Regions from separate parts of the Mus musculus genome. Here regions 1, 3, 4 and 5 are each linked to region 2. Evidence: chromatin contacts called from public HiChIP or PLAC-seq and promoter capture Hi-C data. All regions are on one chromosome and are shown on one strand. Each heading gives the region's core, a stretch centred on a gene start, on an enhancer-like site or on the middle of the called end of the contact. The rest is flanking DNA. Distances are from core to core; before and after follow the strand shown. Region 1 has its middle 5.3 kb from the start of Gm35704. Region 2 holds the start of 2210417A02Rik (RIKEN cDNA 2210417A02 gene). Region 3 holds the start of Alox5ap (arachidonate 5-lipoxygenase activating protein). Region 4 holds the start of Tex26 (testis expressed 26). Region 5 holds the start of Medag (mesenteric estrogen dependent adipogenesis).

What was found. Promoter capture Hi-C pulls out the DNA fragments that hold promoters and counts their contacts. HiChIP or PLAC-seq counts read pairs in DNA pulled down with a chosen protein or histone mark.
Region 1: a contact with region 2 is called in a FOXA1 HiChIP or PLAC-seq map of pancreatic cancer cells. The contact joins the enhancer-like site here to the promoter of 2210417A02Rik in region 2. A contact is called at or near these places in 10 of 39 promoter capture datasets (the C10 cell line, the HPC-7 cell line, HPC-7-derived erythroid cells and 6 more) and 1 of 115 datasets of contacts at active chromatin or transcription factors (pancreatic cancer cells).
Region 3: a promoter capture Hi-C map of pre-B cells shows a contact between it and region 2, with 5 times the contacts expected there. The contact joins the promoter of Alox5ap here to the promoter of 2210417A02Rik in region 2. A contact is called at or near these places in 6 of 39 promoter capture datasets (the C10 cell line, hippocampal neurons, liver and 2 more) and 1 of 15 datasets of contacts at CTCF or cohesin (large pre-B cells).
Region 4: a contact with region 2 is called in a promoter capture Hi-C map of pre-B cells, with 4 times the contacts expected there. The contact joins the promoter of Tex26 here to the promoter of 2210417A02Rik in region 2. A contact is called at or near these places in 4 of 39 promoter capture datasets (HPC-7-derived erythroid cells, hematopoietic stem and progenitor cells, hippocampal neurons and 1 more) and 1 of 115 datasets of contacts at active chromatin or transcription factors (pancreatic cancer cells).
Region 5: a FOXA1 HiChIP or PLAC-seq map of pancreatic cancer cells shows a contact between it and region 2. The contact joins the promoter of Medag here to the promoter of 2210417A02Rik in region 2. A contact is called at or near these places in 1 of 15 datasets of contacts at CTCF or cohesin (large pre-B cells), 1 of 484 Hi-C or Micro-C datasets (CD4 T cells) and 2 of 115 datasets of contacts at active chromatin or transcription factors (large pre-B cells and pancreatic cancer cells).

The regions. Positions count from the first base shown.
Region 1 is chr5:149,351,939-149,354,638 of GRCm38.p6, forward strand. No RefSeq gene overlaps it. Among named protein-coding and RNA genes, the nearest start is that of Gm35704, 5.3 kb to the left of the region's middle. RefSeq lists an enhancer at 221-2,429. Within about 2 kb of position 1,418, at least 153 of the 459 cell types and tissues checked have an H3K27ac peak or open chromatin away from gene starts, as enhancers often do. A contact at or near this core is called in hematopoietic stem and progenitor cells and pancreatic cancer cells, where this site is marked.
Region 2 is chr5:148,740,468-148,743,167 of GRCm38.p6, forward strand. 2210417A02Rik (RIKEN cDNA 2210417A02 gene) reads left to right here and starts at 1,373. Exons shown (of 2, transcript NR_028285.1): 1 at 1,373-1,517; 2 at 2,268-2,672.
Region 3 is chr5:149,263,730-149,266,429 of GRCm38.p6, forward strand. It overlaps Alox5ap (arachidonate 5-lipoxygenase activating protein), which reads left to right and starts at 1,275. Exons shown (of 5, transcript NM_009663.2): 1 at 1,275-1,453. The coding sequence starts at 1,384.
Region 4 is chr5:149,438,252-149,440,951 of GRCm38.p6, forward strand. Tex26 (testis expressed 26) reads left to right here and starts at 1,409. Exons shown (of 7, transcript NM_029464.2): 1 at 1,409-1,536. The coding sequence starts at 1,476.
Region 5 is chr5:149,410,465-149,413,164 of GRCm38.p6, forward strand. Medag (mesenteric estrogen dependent adipogenesis) reads left to right here and starts at 1,285. Exons shown (of 5, transcript NM_027519.4): 1 at 1,285-1,791. The coding sequence starts at 1,514.

The DNA.
Region 1 (2,700 bases), core at 168-2,667, 610 kb after region 2:
GAGAGCAAGCCATTGGTGGGGCTTCGGAAGAGTGTTTGTCCGCCTGACCCCCCAAGCCCTGTGATCCCAATTACCCTTGCTCAACCCTCTTCACACAACTATGGGCTGAGACATCCAGTAGTGTGTGCCCAAACAAACCTTTCTTCCTTTTCAACTTGTTTCCCTTGGGTATTTTGTCACAGTAGTGGAAAGTAATTAACAAAGGGACTCTAGACTGATACCTGGTCAGGTTCTTGTGCACGCCAGGGCCGAGAGTCTGTAAAAATAGTTACTTGAATCTGTTGAAGGTCAACTATGTTTCTTCATGTACAGAGGTCCCGGCAGACAGTAGCACAGAGAAAGAGAGGTGTCACCCAGAGGGGACCTTGGTGGGGTGGACAAGGTACATGGGGACAGATCTTGCTATAACTCAAGTGTCTGGGGAGGGACACAGGGACTGTCTCTCCCCATCCCCCGTGGCAGTGACAATGTTTTGGTGATGGTGAATGGCAGTGGAGATGAATCTAGAGCTATGGTACCTTCCCCACTGGAAATGAGGTGAGGGAGGGCGTACTCTCCGATTGTGTAAATACAAGGCTGGGCCCTTTCTTTTTCTAGTCTTCTCTGATTGTGGGTTTTTTTGCATTACTTTTGACTTGCATAAAAACGTTCTTTCTCATTATTGGGTTTTCTTTTAAGTTTTGTGGGGAGAGCTGGCTCACCGGGATCCTGGACTAGTCTAGCAGGGGTACCCATCCTTTTGACATTGCAACATGGTCCTTGACATTTGTAAATAAGGTTGAGCGGCATTCACAGCTATCATGGGCCAGCTGGTGCGAGCCTCTACGGCTGGGAACGCCCATTAGTGGAGGGACTTTGTATTTAGTTTGGTTCTGTTGGGAATAGTTCTAGTGATGGGAGCAGGGATGGTTTGGGGCAGATTCACAGCCTTAGCTGAACCTCAGTTTCTTTATCCGTGGATTGTAATTCGTAGTTGGTTATAGCAGTTGTCGGAGGGCGTATACCAAACAAGACACAGGCACCAGACGTGGCAGGGCCCAGCTAGCAGGACTTCCCTGAAAGGATGCTTCAGGGAAGGTCCCAGGCACTGGAGACTTGAAAGGTGTGGTGGGGCGGGAGGGGACAGGGTGCTTGCTCTTTTGTTCCACTGGGTGGCTAGATGGCAGATGGCTTTGCCTCTCCTGGTGGCGAGGTGTGAGCGAACCTTGGCAGGCAGTACCCCTCCAGGCCCTCTTTCTATCCAAACCCCGCCCCCAGCCCCTCCAGGGGCTCCTGTGACACCATTGCCTGACTCAAAAAGCCACTGGGTCCAAGACCCGCCAGCACACAGACGGCCCCTTTGTCTCCCAGCCACACCTGACTGCTGCAGAGACAAGGCGTTGACGGGAGCTGCTGGCACTTGGCCAGGGCACTTTCAGTAGGGCCATTAGTCATGCCTCTTCCAGAAACCGCCTCATCCAGCAGCCATCAGTCTCTTGGCCCTGGGAGGCCTGGGCGGGTGTTTTTCATTTCCTCTCCGTGTTGATTTTTAAACAACAGCTGCCTTTTGGTTCCAGGGACCCTCCGGGTCAGTCCTGGGCCAAGTAGTCTATACTAGCCCAACAGGACTAAATGCCAGCCTCCACCGGTGGGAGCTGTGGGTCAGAGGGGTCCCCCCAGGAAGCCAAGGGCTCTCACCAGTCGGAGTCCCTGGGCAGCTTTTGTGTTCTGTCCTAGAGGCCTGTGTCAACCGTGGGCTCTGGGAGGTCTTTAGGATTCAGGCTATTCTTTGCTACCGGTTTTAGAAATGTAGGGAGCTCTGTAGAGGGAGGGGACCCCCATGGAAAAGATATGCAAGCAGCCAGAGTGCTTGTCTCAGTGTCCAGCACCAGTAGCCCCCAGAAGCCCAAAAACAGGGGGTTTGGAGAATGGCCTTTGCACTGGAAGGATCTCCAACTGGGGCTTTTATGTTAAGAGAGTCTTGGTACATGGAGCTCTTTATATTAGGGGAATCTTTACGAGTAGTCCTTGTTGGTAGGTGTACTGGCTGGTTTTGTGTGTCAACTTGACACAGCTGGAGTTACCACAGAGAAAGGAGCCTCAGGTGAGGAAATGCCTCCATGAGATCCAGCTGTAAGGCATTTTCTCAACTAGTGATCAAGGTGGGAGGACCCATGGTGGGTGGTGCCATCCCTGGGCTGGTAGTCTTGGTTCTATAAGTGAGCAAGCTGAGAAAGCCAGGGGAAGTAAGCCAGTAAGTGCCATCCCTCCATGGCCTCTGCATCAGCTCCTGCTTCCTGACCTGCTTGAGTTCCTTTGGGGATGAACAGCAGTGTGGAAGTGTAAGCTGAATAAACCCTTTCCTCCCCAACTTACTTCTTGGTCCTGATGTTTTGTGCACCTAAGACAGTAGGTAATCCCTAGAAAGGTGGCACTTTGGTATGAGGGCTACCATTGAGGGTCCCTAACTTCCTGGCATTGAGGAGCCCCTAGCATTGGGGAGGTCCCTGGCCCTGGGGAATCCCTGACAGTCTAAAGCTGGATTGTTGGTACAACCAAACATGAGAGATGTGTTAGAGTGTGTGCTCCCATGATCCCAGGCCTGCAGTGGTTCACAATCTTATTGTTTAGTTGGTCATAGCCAGGCGGCCTGTGAGGAAGGAAGGTGACTGTTCCCTCTGTGTGTGCACGTTAACCACCAGTGCCTTGCCTATCCATATC
Region 2 (2,700 bases), core at 123-2,622:
ACTTCCTCCTCGGTAGAAGAAAGAGCTTAAATAGCTAGGCCTTGTGTGTGTGTGTATGTGTGTGTGTGTGTGTGTGTGTGTGTGTGTTGCCAAGGTATAATTCCCCCACCTGTTTCCAGATGGACACATCCTGGCAGAGGAAGCGCCCAGGGGTGTTTAATGCCAGGGGCTGCCAGAGGCTTGTAAACAGGGCCATAGACAACACCCGCACCAACAATTATACCCAAGGCCGAAAAGCAGCCAGTGGTGTGTCACCTCCCATCTGCACAAGCTACAGCCACAATTTGCCGAGACAGCACCTTGTATGTCTAGAAAAGCCAGACCCAGATATTTCTGGGCCCAAGGACAGCGGGCTTCCTCATTAAAAAAAAAAAAAATTATCAGACAGATAACCACTTAAAGTTTGAAAGTGTCATAACTCAGCCACCCAGACACATGCCAAACACCACCTCTTTTTCTTTTCTGTCCTCCCAAGTACAGATGTTAATTAGGGGTCATTGAAAGGCCTCGTGCATGCAGCTGCTGACCTCCTGGAGACCGCCCACTGGTGACCTTCAGGAATGACCAAGTTCAAACACCAAGCCGCTTTCGATTTAATCACAGGCTGCGGCTAGCTGCAAACACCCCTGTGCAAACAGGGCGCTTAGGAGAGGGAGCCAGTTCTGCAAACAAACAGCACTGGGCAGACACTCAGCTCTCAGAAACCCTGAAGGCTGACATCACAACCCCAGGCTCCAAGCCAGAAATTCTGTAGGCCCTGACCCAGCCACAGAGGGCGGGAGGTTTGCTCAGAATTTATTGGGAAGCTGTGGATAAATTTCCTTTAGAGTTACCTGATGAGTGTGGCGCTTTGTGACAGTTAATCTGGATGTGTTCTGCAGCCAATATGGAGGGGGTGTCATTGTCAAATTCCTGTTTTGAGTTGATAAAGGCTTAAACAGAAATGGACCTTCGATGATTCAGCTTACTCTTACCAAGTGTTTACTACGCACCCCGGAAGAGCCATTCATGCGGCAAATACTTATTGAGCACCTACTATGAGGTAGGCTCTGGAGACACAGTGGTCCCCATCTGTTGATCATTTTGCAGGCTGGAGAGGAGCTCAGACGTGAAGGCATGATGTGTGTGATGCTGAAGAGCCGAAGGAAATGGGATAGTGCCAAGGGAGACTTCTGGAGCCACTGGAGACTTCCGGGTGCGGGGAGCTCAAAGAGCTGCCCCCATGGAAATGAAGTTTAGTTTATAAACTGATTGAATTGGGGAAAGCCCAGTGGGGCTCCACCCATCCTTCTCTCGGGCTTCCTGCAAGAAGCACCGGAAGTGAGTTCGAGAAGCCTGAAGGGAACTGTAGTTCGGTTTGTAGAACTTGCTGGAAGAGCAGGAAGCAGTTAACAGAAGCTTTGTAAACTCTGAACTCAGACTCTGTGCTAGGACCCGCGGCTGCGCGGGTTTCACAGGAAAGTTAGATGACGACACGGTCTTGCTTCTCCTTTCCAGTCACCCTCAAAGAGTCCAAGGTATGAGTGGCTGGCAGAGAGGGCAGGTGGGAGCACTCGGGACCTGACTGGGGACAGGGGAGATGGGGCAACAGTGGGGGTGTTGGGGAGGGCGACCTGGCAAGGCAGGTGGGAAGGGTGACCCCTGCCACAGAGCTCTGGGCGAGCAGAAGAAAATTCACAGAGCCGCAAGCTGAGTCAAGAAGCCCGAGAGAAGGATGTGTGGAGCAGGACATGGCAAATTCTCTTAACTATTGAACCATCTCTCCAGCCCCTCTTTCTCTCTTTTCAAAGATTTATTTTTATTTTATGTGTATGAACGTTTGCCTGCATAAATGTCTGTGCACCACATGGATGCAATACCCATAGAGGCCAGAAGGGGGCATCAGATTCCCAGGACCTGGAAATTCCCAGGCACTTTCACATGGTTGGGAGCCACCAGGCCCTTTGGAAGAGCAGCCAGTGTTCCTAACCACAGAGCCATCTCTCTAGCCCCTTTAGAATCTCCTTTTTAAGGGCCTTAATTCTAACTGTTACAATGTCCAACTCTTTGCTGCACCACACTTGGTACCTGAGAGCAGAGATATGTTTAATCGCCTTAGCAGTCTGCTGGGTCAGAAAAGGAAAGAAGAGAGTCTGTTTGCAGGAACTGTAATCTAAGTCTGAGAAAGCAGCTGTGATTCCCACCTGCTGTGCACCCTGAGGGGAATCCTGGGAAAGGAACAGCACACAGTTCCGCCTCTGTCTTTCTTCCCTACATCCCTCTCTCAGGAAGTAAGCCTTCCCGTATCTTGTTCTCGGTTGAAGGACCCGTTGAAGCCCCTCTATTCCTAAGGAAGAAAAGAAAAACCGTTCTCCAGGAGATGATCTGAAAGAGTCAAGCTTTGGATTCTATATGTCTTGAAGCCGTCATTTGAGTGACCCTTGCCCTTGTGCATTAAGAATTCTCCAGCAGGAAACTGAACAGTATTGATTAGATTTGAAGATATGGCTGGAGAGTAGGCTCGTCAGTTAAGGTTATATACCACTCTTGCAGAGGACTGAGTTCAGGTCCCAGCACCCACAATGCCTGAGACTCTTGCTTTGGGAATCCAAGTTATCTGCCTGTACCTACATACCCCGCACCCCAAGACACATACACCTACGCATAATTAAAAATAAATCTTTTTAAAAAACTGAATACATCTACCCTTTGACCCAAAGG
Region 3 (2,700 bases), core at 25-2,524, 520 kb after region 2:
GGCAGAGGCAAACCTTGGTTCTAGTTCCTCAAGTGCCATCCACTTTATCTCTTGAAGCAGGGTCTTTCCCTGCCTGGGACTCTCCATTAAGCTAGGGTGGCTGGCCAGTGAGCCTGAGGATGCTCCTGCCCCTCTTCCTGTAATATTGGGGTTACACACATTCTACCACACGTGGCTTCTTAGGTGATGTGGGGACTGAACTCAGGTCCTCAAGCTTGCATGGAAAACACTTTCCAATGAAGCTGTCTCCCAAGTCCCATAGTTTTATTTTATTGCAGGAAAGGAGCCACTGGTTGTCTTATCATTCATTCACTCCTTCTTTCCTTCACCCATCCATCCACTCACCTATCCATCCACTCACCCATCCATCCACTCATCCATCCATCCATTCACCCATCCATCTAATCACCCATCCATCCATTCATCCATCCATCCATTCATCCATTCACCCATTCACCCATCTATCCATTCACCCATCCATCCATTCACCCCAGCCTATGTGGCTGCTATTCTGCACTGTACAATGTGTCAAATGACATTTATTTACCAGGAGGAATTCAAAGAACCAAGGGCATACTCAGGACGCACGTCTTTTTGGTGCTGTATTCATTTTATTTCCTTTTCTTTTTCTTCTTTTTTTAAATCTCATTTTCCCTTTTCTTTATTTTTGCCAGTGTAAGAAGTGGTAGTGGCTCCGGGCTCCTCGTGCTGTGCAGGGTCCAGATTTCATGCTTATGCTCCTAGCGAGGCTGCCCATAGTAAGCAACATCAAAGAATACGCTGCACTTCCCTCTCCCTCTGACTCTGTGACTCCTGGAAGGTAACTCAAAACCACAGGTCCTGCAACTTTGTTGAATAACAATTAGAAGAGGAAGAATGAAAACTAAAGGCAGAAGAAGGAGGAGGAGCAAGGGTAGGAATGGGAGGAGCAAGAGGTGGAGGAGTAAGGGAAGGAAGGAGAGAAAGAGAAGAAAGGGGAAGGGAGATGAAAGAAGAAGGGGAGGGAAAAGGAGCAAGAGGAGAAGTAGGAGCAAAGTGAGGAGGTAGAGCAAGAGGAGGAGGGAAGGGGCAATAGGAGGAGGAGCAGGTGGAGGAGGGAGAGGAGCAAAAAAGGAGGGGGAGCAAGGGGAGAGGGTAGTGCAAGAGGAAGAGGGAAGGAGCAAGGGGAAAGGGAGGAGCAGGAAGAGGGGAGGAGCAGGAACAAAAGGAGGGGGAGGAAGAAGAGGGGGACAAGGGGAGGAGCAGGAGCACTGAGTGGCTGTGCTGGGGACCTTTGGAAACTGATGGTAAAAGGCAGAGCACAGCCTGGCACTTCCCCTTTCTGCGCAGGAAGGCTGAGGTGCTAGCACCAGCCTGGTTGTCTCTGGCGGGCCTGAAGCAAGCATGGATCAAGAGGCTGTGGGCAACGTTGTGCTCCTGGCCCTTGTCACCCTCATCAGCGTGGTCCAGAATGGTAAGGGCCCTTCCTCAGGGAGAGCAGGGGTGCTGGAAGCCAGGCACACACCATTCTGTGTGCACTATGCACACGTCTGTATTTATTGCTGTGTACGTGAGTGTGCAGGGGTGGGTCCTGTTCTGTGTGAGTTTGGGGTTTCCTTCTCTCACTTGAAGGATGATGTCAGGTGTGTTTGCAGAGGATGGAGAGCAACCTGAAGGGCTGGTGAGAAACTTGGCCCAAGTGTCTTGGTGGAGCAAGGGCATGAAGGGTGGAAGAGGAGGGCCAGCCTGGAGAGAGTGTGGGGGTCTGTGCTCCCTTGGACACCCGCCTGAATGAGCCAATTTGCAGCAGGACCCAGGTCGTCTGTCGTCTGTGTCAGGCAAGGGGTAGTCTTGCGAGCTATAAAGGAGAAAGTCTTTATCATCTTTTTACTTCTGTACTTAAATAAGTTCTTTTGAAGAAACATCAAAGAACAATGCGTAAGGCTATTTTTAGTTTTGTTTTGTTTTGTGGTCCTGGGGATAGAACTCAGGGCCCTGCATACCTTCTGTATATTCTCTACTACACATCTATGCCCCAGCCTTTTGGTGTACAGCTTTACACACACACACACACACACACACACACACACACACACACACACACACACACGTCTGTCTGTCTGTCTGTCTGTCTGTCTGTCTGTCTGTCTGTCAGTCAGTCAGTCATGTTCTATCCATCTATCTATCTCAACCTTCCTAGCCCTTTGACACAGTATCTCAGGTTGTGGTGACGCCCAAGCATAAATTATTTTTGTTGCTACTCCATAACTGTCATTTTGCTGCTGTTAAAGATTGTAATATAAATAAATACCTGTGCTTTCTAATGATCTGAGGTGAATTCTGTGAAAGGGTCATTTGACCCCCAAAGGGTTCATGATCCTCACGACTCACATCTATCTATTTACCTATCATCTATTTATATATAAGTCCTATCTATTATCTGTCTGTCTGTCTATGTATTTATCTATTATCTATCATCTGTCTGTCTGGGGAAATGTTCCTATTTCTTAGTATTGCCATTAAACACACACACACACACACACACACACACACACACACACTCTCACGCATGCACGCACGCACACACACACGCACGTCTGTTTTTCTATCTATCTATCTATCTATCTATCTATCTATCTATCTATCTATCTATCTATCATCTATCTATAGTTTAAGATAAATAATTAAGAGTTAAAGAACTAAGCAGGACACAGATCTGTG
Region 4 (2,700 bases), core at 159-2,658, 700 kb after region 2:
AGCACATTTCTGACCTTTTGTGCCAGGCATTTATCCAAAATGGTCTTCCAAGTACTGGTGATTATAGGAACCAAAATATTGATGGATTCTGAAAAGCCCCGAAGATGGTCTCATATTCAGCATCTCCTATTCAGCCGAGATTTAATTATTTATGTAAGATAAACAGGTCATCTCATTAATATGCAACCTCAATAATATGACGTCTCATTAATATGCAAATTTGCTTCATATCTTTCATAGATGGTAAAATTGTATGCACAGCAATGAATTGCTTTTTAAAATAAAGCTCCTCATGGTTCATTATCAATAAACATGTGACCTGTGTATTTGTCTTATATACCTTATATACTCTAGCTGGCATAAAAATTTCTCAGGCACAGTGTGATCACAAGTGGAAAAAAATTAAAAGCCACACTCTAACATGTATAAGTGGGTAGGATCAGCCGGCCAGTGTACAGTAACAAAGTGGCATCCTATGATTGGTACTAGGAATATAGTTTGGGATTTTTTGTATTTATTAAAAATAAGGTCTGGTGTAACCCAGGCTGCCCCTGGACAAACTATGTAGTGGAGGATGACCCTGCTGCATCCATTATCCCTCTGGACTCTCCGTAATTAGCCTGTGCCCAATGTTTCCCTGAAGTAACTAGACACTAGCTTAGGATGCTCTGGGTTGACCTCACACAGACCTGATGCCGAAACTTTTACCTTTCCCTTATACCACATCTTTCTCATCCTTGAGTGTAGTCGCTGTGTCCTACAGATTTCCATGCCAACCTTGCCCAATTTTGCTTACATTGAAAATTATGAATGGACACAAATTTGCGGTTGGGCGTCTGTCTGTCTGCTTCTGGGTTTTTAATATTCGGGGTATTTAATATTTTGAGACAAGGCATCTCTTTCCAGGGTTGGGCTCCTGCCTTAGCCTCCTGAGTTCTCGGATCACCGGTGAGCACCAGTATACCAGGCTAAAATAAACTTTTTTTTTCCAGCCTTTTCCAGTTTGCTCGTATTTGCCAATACATAAAACAATGGCATAGTATTGCAAGGACCAGAGCAGTGTCTCTCCACCTTCCTAATGCTGCGACCCTTTAATATAGTTCCTCATGTGGTGGTGACCCCCCCCCCAACTACAAATTGTTTGGTGGCTACTTCATAACTGTAATGTTGCTACGGTTATGAATTGTAATGTATAATGGTAACATCTGTGTTTCCTGATGGTCTTAGGTGACCCCTGTGAAAAGTTCGTTCGACACCCCCCACCCCCAAGGAGTCGTAGTCCATAGGTTGAGAACTATTGGATTAGGGCACTCCATGAAAGTCAGGAATCAGCGTGATGCGCTCACCCTCTGGGTCCAGGGGCGGAGACTGAGGCGTCTCCATAGCGACGCTTCACAAAGGCACGCGCAGAGGGTGGGGCGCAGAGCGGAGTACTACTGCCTTGTCAGGGCGGGAAGGCGACCTTTTGGGACAAGATGGCCCGGTATAGGAACAAGGTTTCGTGCCCTGCTCAATGTGACCCCAAGCTCCAGTCAAGTAAGACTGCCCACGCTGCGGGTCTGCGGGGCGTGGTGTGCTGTGTGTGCGGTGGAGTTGTTTTAAATAAGGCAGTTTTTTTTTCCCCAAGGGCATCAATCGTGAGAGGTTTGCCTCGCTTTTAGAGATGGCAGGGAGGCGCAAGTGAGTCAGGGAGAAAGATCAGCTGTCCAAAATCACACTCCTGTCCAGCCCTTTATACTCCCCTCTCTAAAACTCTGGGGTGTCCCTTTAAATACTTAAGGAAACCCCTGAGGAGACATGATAAAGCCACAGCTAGTGTCCTTCCAAGGACAACAGAGCCGAAGACAAATGAACAGAACTGGGGACGTAATGGAGGGAGAGAAGGAGTCTGGCTGGTTCTTTAAGTCGCAAACAGCAAATTCAGTGGGGCGGGAGGGAGGGGAGGGGCGGGATCAGCCGGCCAGGGCTGCTCTGTCTGCAGACTGGGCTGGGAGCTGAGCCCTTTTCAAAGGCGCTCTGCCAGGTGACAGATGGAGAGCCTTGCTCTGTGGTTCTGCTTGCGGCGGCGGCAGCGGGTTTACCAGCTCAGCGTTTTGCGTTGGTGAAGAGACATCACCTCCCCTGGCTGTTAGTTGCGACTCGAGTAGCATTATTACTGAGTGCACAGTCAGCGTATCCATCCCTTCGGAGCAATAATGGCCGGCTGCAGCCGTCTAGCCGAGCTGGCTAAGGGGCTGTGAGGATTCTTTAGAATGATGCTCCTAAGAGAACAATGAAGTGGGTGTTTACATTCCAATCTAGTTCTCTGTAAACGAAGAGTGGAAAGCTGGAGTGTGTGTGTGAGGGGGGAGGGCGGGAAGGAGCGTATTCAGTTAAAAAAAATGTTAAATGTTTTCAGATTCTATAGGACGGCGAGGTCAGGAGATGGAGGAGGGAAAAGCTCCCAGGATCCCCAAGGGCACTCCTTAATTTCCATTTCCCTTTTTCTAAACACTCTGTCTGTCAGGTATTTTCCTAGGCCAGTAGTCTCCTTCCTTGTCTGGAACAGATAAGAGTTAGGATTCCTCCTCTTACGGAATTGATCACGTACCCCAGGACTTCCGGTGCTGCACAAACTGCCAGGGACTCTACTGTCTACACTCAGTACCCAATGCCAAATGTTCAGACTGAACTATCCCGCTCTTGATCAGGCAGTTTCCA
Region 5 (2,700 bases), core at 35-2,534, 670 kb after region 2:
TTTAATGTTGCAGTAAAGGAAAGTCTAGACAAAGAAGAGTGCATTCCTTTGATGGAAAATAGCTTAGTGGTTTGAAATAGTTTACCAAGGCAGTGCTGTTTGAAACACAACGTGCTTCTTACCATCAAATGAAGCAAGCAGAATAAAAATTCTACAACACCTGGGGTGAGGGTGCTGGAGAGATGATGGTTCGGTGGTTATGAGGTGTGCATACATACATGCAAACACTCATACACACACACACACACACACACACACACACACACACACAAATAAAAATAACTTAAAACCTTCAAAAGTAAATGGCAAAAGTGAAATGTAGCAGAAATGCTTCTGTTTGAATCAATTAAACCCAGGCTCTATGGAGGCTCTCAGAGACAAACTGAAGATAGACTCTAAATTTTACCTCTCGGCGCTGCCTGGAGTCTCATGCCAGCTTACCGAGAGCAGAGACTCAGTCAATGTAATTGCTGGAACACATGCCTGCTCCTCTGTTAGACTACAAGTTGGATGATAACAGGGGTTGTGGTTATCCACCCACATTCTCAGGATTTAGCTTATTCTTCATCTTCTACTAGATAGGCTGGAAATAGTCATTTAATTAAATTGAAAGGAATAGTCTTTTCATCCCTCAGGAGACGTGTGAGCACGTAGCCAGAGCACTCAAATATTTATAAACTGAGCAAATTAACAGATTCTGGGACTAGGGCTGGGAAGGCCTGCTAGGGGACTTCCCGCTTGAATCCAAGCACAAAGCTGTCAAGGGGCCACCGGGCAGCGAAAAGCAAGAGGGTCAAGGTCTGGAGTGCACAGGGGATGCAGGAAAACCTTTTGGGAAAGTGGCAGGCCTTCATGGAAGGATGCTGGGTGGGAACCCGCTCCAGGAAGTGCTGAGAGAAGGAAAAGCTGGGTCATCTAGGTGGAGGTGGAGTGAGCTGCAGACAGATGAGGCATAGAATGGGGGATGTAGATACGGATGCAGCAACTCCCAGCCTAAGCTGACAGCCCCTGGGCCCCAGGTGGAGAAGTGGTCAGGAACGCTTTGTGGTACCTGAGGGATTAATCGGCGCTGAGCCAGGCCTGGGCATCTGTCGTGGGGAGGATGCTGCACCATGCAGTGTGGACCAGGCAGGGAGGGCCCCGCGCGGGGGCTGAGTGTCTGACCCGAGTGGGATGACTAAGTTAGTCTTGGCTGTGAGCAGGCGAGGTGGGAGCATGCCAAGTTATGAAACACTGATTGCTCTGCCGGAGCGGAGGAGCATCTGGGGTCCTGCCTGGGGGCCGGAGGGGCGTGCCTGGTGCCTGATAAAAGGGGCTGCGCAGCGCGGGGACCGCTTTCTCAGTGTCCTGCCTGCAGCGCTCCACAAGGGTGGGCAACCTTCAAGGTGACAAGAGGGCTCCTGAGCTACTTACTACTTGCACGCAGCCCAAGGTAGCTCGGGACAGACCACAGATTTACTCCTCCCACTTAGCGACCCTCAGGGTAGGAAGGGGACAGAGCCACAGCCTGAGTATGGCCACTGCAGCGTGCGAGCCTGTGGCCAGACCCAGCCTGACCTCCATTTCATCCGGGGAGCTGCGCAGTCTGTGGACGTGCGACTGCGAGCTGGCCCTGCTGCCCCTGTCGCAGCTGCTCCGCCTACAGCCTGGTGCCTTCCAACTGCGCGGTGAGCAGCTCCTGGTGCCCGGGCCCGGGGAACCCGCGGCCGCACGTGGGGGCTTCAACGTCTTCGGGGACGGCCTTGTGCGCCTAGAAGGGCAGCTCTATCGCCTCAGCAGCTACATCAAGAGGTAGGTGGCCACACCGTGTGCTCTAGCCTGGAGCAAATCCTCTATCTGGCTGCTGCCCTGTCTCTGGTAGACTGGGGACTGGAGATGGAGATAACCTACCTGCCACCCTACAGCCCGAACCCTCCTCCCCCCAGCCCCCAAGCAGGTAACTAGGGCGTTTTGCTGAGAATGTAGGGAGGATCGGGTGGGAAGCACACTCAGTCCCACCCAACAAGCTGGTGGCAAGTTTTTTCCATTCTGCCCTTAAACTAGGTCGGATGAGCTCAGTGTGCAGGCACAACCCTCAGGAGATGTCTTGGATGCGGATCCTCGCACCTAGCTTTAGTTATGAGCGAGAATAACTTTATGCAGCTGGAGCATGCAGATAGTTCATTTTCCCAGAGTAATTGCTCTCTCGGTGTTTCTTAAACCAAGCAACTATAGTGAAGAAGAAAAAGGGCCCCCAGAACCCCAGACCCCGTGTTGGCTCTTGGGTGAATAGACAGCTTGGGCAGAAATAAGGGCAAAGATAGCTTCGTGGTTTTTTGCAGAGCACTGTGAGACCCTGGCCTTTATCCAGTGGTCCTCAGGAGCTGTCGTGGCCAAGAGGACTCAGACGTCCATTGGTAGGCTTGAAGCTGGCAAGGATGTGGAAGCCAACTTTGATCTCAGCATTACCGGGTCACCTTGAAGGAATAGGGTACATGGCCCTCATCCATGTATAATAGGGTGCTCAGTGCCCCAGAACCAAGTGAGTCTGGAGTCTGAGCGATCCGCAGCCGGCCCGATTGTGAAGATACGATGTATTTATCACTGGGCTAGGGTGCAGCCAAAGGGCTAGACACTGCTGGTGCATTCTTCCAACTGCATGCAGGTAGGACCCTCGAGATGGTATGAGTTCTGAATGTCGGAGAAAAATAGTCCCTACTG